3 separate regions of the Oryctolagus cuniculus genome follow, and all the other regions are linked to region 1. The links are chromatin contacts, called in public Hi-C maps. All regions are on one chromosome and are shown on one strand. Each heading gives the region's core, a stretch centred on a gene start, on an enhancer-like site or on the middle of the called end of the contact. The rest is flanking DNA. Distances are from core to core; before and after follow the strand shown. Region 1 holds the start of NICN1 (nicolin 1, tubulin polyglutamylase complex subunit). Region 2 holds the start of KLHDC8B (kelch domain containing 8B). Region 3 holds the start of APEH (acylaminoacyl-peptide hydrolase).

What was found. Hi-C and Micro-C count contacts between places; a contact is called where the count stands out from the background.
Region 2: a contact with region 1 is called in a Hi-C map of an unstated tissue, with 2.8 times the contacts expected there. The contact joins the promoter of KLHDC8B here to the promoter of NICN1 in region 1. A contact is called at or near these places in 3 of 6 Hi-C or Micro-C datasets (ear pinna, psoas muscle and an unstated tissue).
Region 3: a Hi-C map of psoas muscle shows a contact between it and region 1, with 5 times the contacts expected there. The contact joins the promoter of APEH here to the promoter of NICN1 in region 1. A contact is called at or near these places in 4 of 6 Hi-C or Micro-C datasets (ear pinna, psoas muscle, skin fibroblasts and 1 more).

Annotation. Positions count from the first base shown.
Region 1 is chr10:99,816,993-99,819,858 of mOryCun1.1, forward strand. NICN1 (nicolin 1, tubulin polyglutamylase complex subunit) reads left to right here and starts at 1,524. Exons shown (of 6, transcript XM_002713185.5): 1 at 1,524-1,784; 2 at 2,762-2,866. The coding sequence starts at 1,653.
Region 2 is chr10:100,011,800-100,014,960 of mOryCun1.1, forward strand. It overlaps KLHDC8B (kelch domain containing 8B), which reads right to left and starts at 1,616. Exons shown (of 6, transcript XM_070050831.1): 1 at 1,334-1,616; 2 at 1-228. The coding sequence starts at 93. It overlaps CIMIP7 (ciliary microtubule inner protein 7), which reads left to right. Exons shown (of 8, transcript XM_008260646.4): 7 at 185-336; 8 at 2,725-2,879. The coding sequence ends at 2,761.
Region 3 is chr10:99,590,047-99,592,783 of mOryCun1.1, forward strand. It overlaps APEH (acylaminoacyl-peptide hydrolase), which reads right to left and starts at 1,427. Exons shown (of 22, transcript XM_002713192.5): 1 at 1,102-1,427; 2 at 894-1,026; 3 at 304-430. The coding sequence starts at 1,113.

The sequences.
Region 1 (2,866 bases), core at 274-2,773:
ATTGAGGGGCTGACACTGTAGTAGAGCAGGTTAAGCCACCACTTACTGGAGTGCCAGTTCCAGTCCTGACTCCTCCACTTCCAATCTAGCTTTCTGTTAATGCACTTGAGAATAAAGTGGAAGATGACCCAAGTACTTTTGTCTCTGCCACCCGCAAGGGAGACCAGGACGGAGCTCCTGGCTCCTGGCTTCAGCCTGAGATCTGGCTGTTGCAGGCATTTGGGGAGTGAACGAATCAGCAGATGGCAAAATTCTCTCTCTCTTCCCCTTACTCGGTCACCCTGCCTTTAAAATAATAAATAAGTCTTTAAAAAAATTAAAATACTTGAAGGTAGAATGGAAGAGCAGAAAGTGGTGAGGAGTAAGCTATACTGTCCGGGGCAGACAGTGGCCCCAGAGCAGGCGAGGAAGAAGGCAGCATGCAGGAGGCAACTGGACTGAAGATGCCAGGGATAGGGGATGGCAGGAGTTTTTATTATACTATTTAAAAATGTTTGTTTCAAAGGGAGAGAGAGAGAGAGATCATCCATTCGTTGGTTCACTCCCCAAATGCCGGCAACAGCCAGGTCTAAGCTAGGCTGAAGCCAGGAGCCAGGAGCTCCACCTGGGTCTCCCGAGTAGGTGGCAGGTGCCCAGCGCTTGGGTCATAGCACCTGCTGCCTCCCGGTGCATTCAGGGAAACTGAGCAGTCGGCTCCAACCGGTCTTCTGATGTGGAAGGCCAAGCGGCTCAACCCTGAACCACAACCCCATGCCAGCCTTTTAATCAGTTTAGTGTCTGTGTGAAGGTTCTAATTTGTAGGGTTTTTTTCCTTAAAGATTTATTTACAGAGTTACACAGAGAGAAGAAAGGCAGAGAGAGACAGAGAGAGTGAGAAGTCCTCCGTCCGATAGTTCACTCCCCAAATGTCTGCAGTGGCTGGAGTTGTGTTGATCCAAAGCCAGGAGCCAGGAGCTGCTTCCGGGTCTCCCATGCTGGTGCAGGGGCCCAAGGACTTGGGCCATCTTTTACTGCCTTCCCAGGCCAGAGCAGAGAGCTGGATCTAGAACCGGCGGCCATATGGGATGCAGAGTTAGAGAGAGAGAGAGAGAGAGAGAGAGAGAGAGAGAGAGAGGTGCCAGGGCGTTAACCCGCTGCGCCACAGCGCCAGCCCCAATTTGTAGTTTTTTGATTAAAACAAACAACAAAAAAACTAGGCATCCCTTCAGGGGCTTATTCTGAAATTACCTATTAAAATACTTGGGCTTTTTTCTTTAATAGCTAACATCTGCTTTTGCCTTTAAGGTCAGCCAGTCACTACGCTCATCTGTGTTCTTGTCTTTATATGCTTTACCTGACGACAGCTCAGTGACACAAAAGAGAGAGACCAGAAGCGCCGAGCGGCCCCAGGGTAAACTAGGGCCTGGAACAACACGGCCGTTAGGGGCGCGGCCCGCACTATGCTCTAAGGCTCCAACTGGCATGGGCTGCAGGGGGAGGTCCCCAGGCACTTCCGACTTCCGGCCCGCCCTGAGCATCGGTGATTGGCTGGCCTGGCTGAGCGCGATGGCTCCCGGGAGTTGTAGTTCTTGGGATTAGACTCGAAACGCCCGAAAGGACCAGCGATTGGAGCCCCCGAGCGGTGGTTGCGCTTGGTCCGTGCTGCTGGCACCATGTCGCGGGTGTTGGTGCCCTGCCATGTGAAAGGCACTGTAGCCCTGCAGGTGGGCGACGTGCGGACTTCCCAAGGCCGGCCTGGCGTGCTGGTCATCGATGTCACCTTCCCCAGCGTCGCACCTTTCCAGGTGAGCAAGCCCAGTGGGCGCGACCGGGCCTCCGGGGCGGGGCTGACCCGGAGGGCGTTTCCCAGCCACTTAGTCTTTTATAGAGTCCCAGCAGGGTCGCTTGCCCTGGTGGATTTGTTAACCATTCATTTGTTTATTCTTTCGGTTATCACGTAGACTAGAACTTCAACATCTGTTCCCTATCTCCAGAGATAGGCGAGGGGTCATTTTGTCCCTGGCCACAGCATGGGACCTTAAACAATAATTCACTCCTAATCCTGCCTCTTCATTCCTACAACCCTGTCCCCAAGTGGTCAGATGCAACCCAGTCTTCATCAGAATCCTTCTAAGTGGGTGACTCATGTCTTCAATGCAGAGGACAAAGCCTGGCATTTGGAGTCACTCTCTGCTGCTCTGCTACCTCTCAGCCCCATGTGCCCTGCGTGGTCCTCCCCTAACCTGTTCCTTTCTATTTTCTGGGACACTTAAATTAAAGGGCCCAACCCCGGAAATTCCTGATTCAGTAAGTTTGAGGTAGAGCCTGGACATCCATGTTGTTAAAAAATTGTCTTGGGTGATTTTGATGTGAGCCCAGCAAGGGCAACCAGTGCGCTAGCCAGGCTGAATCACTGGCTGCTGCAGGGGTGGCCGGCTCCCTCCCCGCGTGCTGCTGCTTCAGGTGCTGCTCTTACATTACCGTAGCAAACTCCTCTTTCTTGCCTCTGCTGTGCACTTTCCTCCAGGGTGGGGCTCTGAGCTCTAGCAGCACCCTGGGCGTGTGGCAAGAGCCCAGCTGTGTTTTGTTTGTCTGGCCTATTTATTTACACTGTGAGGACCGGTAGGGAAGTGAGATCCTCTGTGGGCCCCAGTGATGCTTGTGAAGTTGTTTAATGGAAGTCTGTCTTCCAAAAGGATGGAGGAGATGGTGCCTTTGAGTCTGTCGGGGCCTGGGCCTGCATCTGGATCTGAGTCGTGGTGGTGGGTTGTGTGTGTTCTAGCTGCAGGAGATCACCTTTAAGAATTACTACACGGCTTTTTTGACCATCCGTGTCCGACAACAAACTGCACCGCACACACCAGCCAGATGGGTGACCTGCCTTCGG
Region 2 (3,161 bases), core at 366-2,865, 190 kb after region 1:
TCCATCCTGGTGTGCCACTGTGCCATACACCCGGCAGGTGGGCATGGGGGGGAACACCTGCCAAGCAAAGGCCCGGCCACCTCCTGCAGCCATGTCTCTCACTGCCAGTGGCAGGCCATGCTATCTGCTCAGGCTGCAGGCCTCACTGAGGCGCCACCATAGGGGCTCATCTTGCTTCCACCAGAGTTGCAAGAGGGAGTCTAACCAGTCCAGAGACCTCGCCTTCACCTGCAGAAGAGAGCAAGAACTAGGGTCAGGGCCGCTGATCAGCCCCTCAGCAAATATGAGCAGCCTGCAGCTGAGGGCAGGGCCGGCTCGTAATCTCTGGTGTGAAAGGTAAGGGGGAGGACCCACTGCTTTGGCTAGGGTAACATCAGGGCGGCCCTCCTGGAGCTGGAGGGAGGCGGGACCCTAGACACCGAGCATCTGCCTACGAAGACTGCCCCGGGGAGTCTCTTCCACTCCCCTGCCCTGATGCCCAGGAGTAGCTCGGTCACATCCTGTCTGGGTGGGAGGCACGGTGACTGGAACAGGACTTTCCATCCCAGCACCCTTCTACGTGAAAGGAGACCTACTGTAGCCTCCCCTGACTGGTTTGCAGCAGTGCCTGGGCAGCCTGGGACCAGCCTTCAGGCCCCTCACCCGCTGTCGAGGCCAGACCCCAGGGAATCCTCACAACACCCTCGGAGGCCATTCCACAGGGTTCTGCCACTCCCACCAGCAACCAGCCAGAGCCCGCGATCAATGGAACAGGGGAGCTGGACGCCAGGGTTCCACATTTCCCTGAGGTCCACCCTCAGGGGTTTGTGCAGGCCATCAGGCTCCAGGGTGTCCAGAAGGAGGGGGGCTTGCAGGGGAAGCTCATGAGCCCCGACTCTAAGGTCCCGGAGTCAGGGGCGTTTCCCGCAGCAGTGAGCAGCCGGCAGCTGGGCTCTGGGAACCCGCACAGCCGATCACCTGTGTTCTTCAGCCTCCCCTTTCCCACGAGGGCTCCACTCCTGGACCCTTGGCAGGGGGGGGGCCTCCTGGCCCCAAACTTCCAGCTCGAGGAGGGGGGGCGGGTCTGGGTGAACGCGCTTGAGGCTCTACGCCCCACGCCCCAAACTTCCCCCGAGCTCGGCTCCCGCGGGACTCACCGGCAGGGGCTCCGGTGTCGCCGGGGCGCGGGGCCCGCCGTTCCGCCTCCACTGACGCCGGCTCTGGCTAGGGCTGAAGCCGGGCTCCGGCGGGGCTCCCGCAAGGCTCCGGCGCGGGGCGGGGCTGGGCCGGGCCCGCCCCTCGCCCCCCCACCCCGACTCGGGGAGACCTCCTCCCGCCTTAACCCTGCACGTACCGCGGCCGGGGCAGGGCGCGCCAATCCATGGTGGCACACAAAGGTACAGACAAACGGACATGTGGACAGCGGGCCTGCCAGGATTTAAGATCCGGGCTCAGGCGCGGGTAGAAATGAGGCAGCAGTGAGCGGCACAATATGTGTATAGCGAGGGGGGCGTCGTTCTGAGCCAGACCCGGCCTGGGCGTGCAGGCCCTGGAGTCCTGCTGCGGAAGCTGTTGGGGGGTGGGGTGGGGGGTTGAGGAGCAGTCGCCCTCCCACCGTCGCTGAGCTCTAAGGAGCCAGAAGAAGGACTCCGCGGCGGCGCCCCCTGGAGGCCGCTGGGGACGTGGCCCGGGCCTTTGATGGGGAAGGAGGACTGGGCAGCCCTTACCCGACTGACAAGCAAGGCGCAGGATAGGTTCTGTAGCGAGCTTTGAGGCTGCTGGGAGGACGGAGTGGAACACAGTGCCGGCCTCAGGGTCTTTGTACAGGCCTTGGAGAGAAGGGTCGCTCTGAACAAGGGCCAGGGAAGAGCCAGAGGCCAGGGAACCTGCCACATGGGCACCTTGGCCTTAGGCCTGGGCTACCCTGGGGCTCAAGGCACTTTATGACTTCCACCCCCACCATCCTGGGCCTGCCTGTAGCCAACTCAGGGATCAGGCAAGAACAGACTGGTGTGAAAAGGGCTCAGCACACCTCCCGGGCACTCAGACTGTCAGCTGAGGTTTCTAGCCGGGCCCAAGGATACCTGCCGGAAGAGGTCCTTGCAGCTGTCTTTGCTCACTGCTGTGATGCCTTTCACGTCCAAAGCAGACACGGAGACAAAGATACAAGCGCATGTGTTTAGTGTGGAGGATGAGGCCAGAAGTTCCAGTGGAGGGGCAGCAAGGAGACAGCAGGCAATGAAGGAGGTGTCTGTCGTCCAGTGAGGTGCCGCTGCCAGCAGCCAGGGACAGATCCTAGGCACCAGCACAGAACATGGACCTCACGTGATCGCTGCTCCCCAGAGCAAGGGAGCTGAAGTACGCATTCTCAACTCCTGATCAGCTGTGTGGGGGCATTAACATTCTGGCCCGCGTGACTTCTTTGTGGCCTCCCAGAGAAAGCCGTCAGCCCTTTCAGGGGCCAGCAGAGTCAGAGGGCAACGTAGGGTCGGTTGTGTCAGGGCTCCTCACAGACTGCAGGGATCCCCAACTGGAGGGCCTCGATCCTCCCACCCTACTTCACTCCCAACCTGCACCTCACCTGGGGCACTGGTGCCACCCCCAACACAGTGCTCACACCACCAGAAGACCCTCTAACATTGACCCAAACCTCCTCCCATTCCTTTCCAGTAATCAGGCACTTACAAACGCCCCAGGCCCCTATAGTTTCCCTGACCAAATTCTTGAAGCCTTCTGTCTTCACAGGCCCCACTGCTTATTCATCTGCCGTGTTCGTCTGTAGTCACTGCTTCCCCAAAATCGCTCTTAGCCATGGAACACCATAAAGCTAAAACCAGGGATCCCTATTTGTCCTCAACTGAAATCTTGCTGGTATTTTCAAAAATATACTCCTGATGGCCTTAGCTTCCTCCTGCTGCTTTTTTGCTTTTTATGTGCGCTTCCTCCTCTCCCTCCCCAGGGGGCAGCCTTTCTTCCTGGCAATCCCACACAGGACACTGCCTTCATTTACAACTAGATTTCCACCACTTCTCTATGCTTAGGTGGATGTGGTCTAGGGTCCACTTGGACCATATAACACAAAAAGCAAGGGTTGGATCCTGAGTTCACCTTGTAGTCTCTCCGCCTCGTGCTCTCTGATCCCAGTTACGCCTGTAGGTTCAACATCCACCAAAGTCAAGTTA
Region 3 (2,737 bases), core at 177-2,676, 230 kb before region 1:
CTGCCACAACCTCCCAGAGGAGATTCTTGAGGTTCTGGCCCACACCAGCCCCTACAGCACCTCAGGGCTCTCCAACTCCCACGGCAGCTGGCCTAGCCTTTCCCTGGGCTTCTGGGGGCTCCAGTCTGGCCCATGCCTCTGGTGCGGACCATGTCACCGGAGAGCCGATGAGCTCCCAAGGGCAGGAGCGCGGCTCCCGGCCTCGCTCTGGGCCCACGCACAGCCAGGCACCTGGCGAGCCTTCGCAAAGGCTTGCGTTAGACGGCGGTGGCCTTGTCCGTGACAGTCCTCCCTCACACTTACTCCCCCCGGGTCTCCACACTGCTGCCTGCAGGCCCTGCAAACACCACTGAATCCTCATCGTGGAACACCAGGTACTGGCGGCAGAATCGGATGTTCTCCATGCGTTCCAGGTCCCTCTGGGTCCATTCTGTGAGGGGAAGTGCGAGACGGCTCAACTTGTCTTGGCCAGTCCTGGCCACTGTCCCTTAGCCCAGGCATGCCCAGATCCACCTTCCCCAACCGCTCTCCAGACACCCTGGGTGCAGGCTGGCCCACGCTGGCCACGCTCAGCCCAGCCTCTTGGAGACAACTCACTACTGCCTCCAGCACCCAGCCTAGAGTCTTGAGGGCAGCCTGGCACGTGACCGAGGAAGGCCCACACTCAGCACCCAGGTCAAAGTTCGACTCCCACACCCTCGACTCTCGCACTCCTGGGCACGGCCTGGTAACGCCCCGCACACCCCTGTGCAGGAACCTTGGGGGGCTTACCCTCCAAGCCCCGGCTTCTCCACACACTCGCGTGCACGGTCACGCAGCGAGCCCCACACGCCCCCTCTACGCCCCCAGAGTGTACGGCCCCGCTGCCACCCAGCTCCCCACTGTACACACACCAGTGTGCACTGTCCGGTAGCGGCCCCCGTACTGCGTGGTGACATCCGGGCCCAGGCAGGCGGCGCTCAGCGCGGGCTGGCGGCTAAGGACCCGGTACAGCGCCGCCGCCTCCTCGGGCTCGCTCAGCAGCACCTGCGCAGGGGACACACCAGGTTCAGGCCCGGCCCGGGCTGCACGGACCACGGGCACCGCGGGCCGAGCCCTCACCTGACGCTCCATAGTCTCCGCAGGCGGGGCGAAGCGGCGCGTGCAAGCGCCCGGAAGTGAGGCCTCGCGGGGCGTAGCCTGGGGCGGCCCGGCCTGTTTCCGCTACGGCCCGGAGGCGATCTGGGAGCCGGGCCTTCGACGAATGGCAGAGGGCCGTTGGCAGACGGGGCGGGACCTTGAGGGAAAAGTCCCGGAGAGGAGGAGGGGACCCTGAGGAGAGCCGCAGGCCTTTCGGGGCAGGGCGAGGCGGGGCTGGTGGGAGGCGGGGTCTGCGGGTCGAGCTGCCCGCCGCTGACTGACAGGGGAGGCAGTGGGATCTCCGAGGAAAGGGGCGGCCCTTTGGAGGCGGCGTGCAGGGGCAGGTTGTCGGGGAGGATCGACAGGGCCAGCGTGAGACTAGGGTGAGGCCAGAGCACTGGGAGGGTGGGGCCTGAGAGGAATGCCGACCAATGAAGACTTGAGGAAGCGGGTGGGGCGGGCCAGGTGGGCTGCAGGGCCGGTTGCAGGGTCGCTCCCCATCCTGGGGGCCTCCCGGGCAGAGGTCGGGACGAGGCTAGGTCCGGGCGGAGCGGAGTTGTGGCATGGCGGGGGGGGGCGGGGGAGGGCAAAGAGGCACGGGGGCGGGGCTCACAGGGTGCTGTCTGGGCTTATCGGCCACCAGACCTGACCCATGAGTTATCAGTCCCCGCAGCCCTCACCGGCTCTTCGCAGGGGCGCCTTGCTGGGGATGGTGAGCCGGTGGGCCCGAGCTCTTGGGTGCAGAGGGCCTGGTGGGGGTCAGGCCCCTCCTAGGCCAAGGGAGCTTCCTGTGGAAACAAAGATCCTGGACAGGCAGGCTTCCTCGGCAAGTGGCACGGGACTGGAGAGGCTGCACCGCAGTCAGGCCAACTGGGACGGCCCCTTCTTCCCCCTCGAGCCCGCCTGCTTTCACACCTAGGTCCCTGCACTCTGCCTTGCCTTTGACTGACATTCCACTTGCCTGGCCTGCAGCCTCCCCTTCCCTAACAGCGACATCATTACTTGAACATTAGTGGTTAAGTAAAAACCATCCCTGCATTCAGAGGTCACCTGCATTTATTGAGCACTCAGTGTGTGCAGGACTGTTAAGGCCAGAACCAGGAGTCCAAGAGTGACCCCAGCCATCTCTGGAAACCGGGAGGTTCATCAAGCGTTGTTTGTGTTAGGAAAATGGAGTATATGGTGCCTGTCCCTCGGAGTGTGTGCAGCAGACTGGCTGTAAACTCCCCTGGTGTGTCTCTGGGGTTGGGCACTGCGCAGTGAACACGTAGAAATAAACGGAAGGCCAGCAAATAGGATGTTCTGCACCGTGGCCTCTGCTGAAGGTGAAAGACAGGAAGGAAGGATATGTCTCAAGATGTTAACTCTAGGGGAAGGGCCAGAGAGGGGATGGTCGACAACAGACGACGGTATTCCTTTCATTTATCTGTGTTTTTAAAATTTTCTGGCAACTCTGGGTTATGAGGTGGGAGTTGGGAGTCGGCAGAGCAGGGCAAGCAGGTGTAGGACTCGTTAGCAGCACCAGGGGGCAGCAGCTGCTCACCTGTCTTCCCAGCACAAGATCGCAGAAAGCTGTGTGTGCAGCCTGGACGCCCACTGTGCAGGTCCAAGCTTGGAG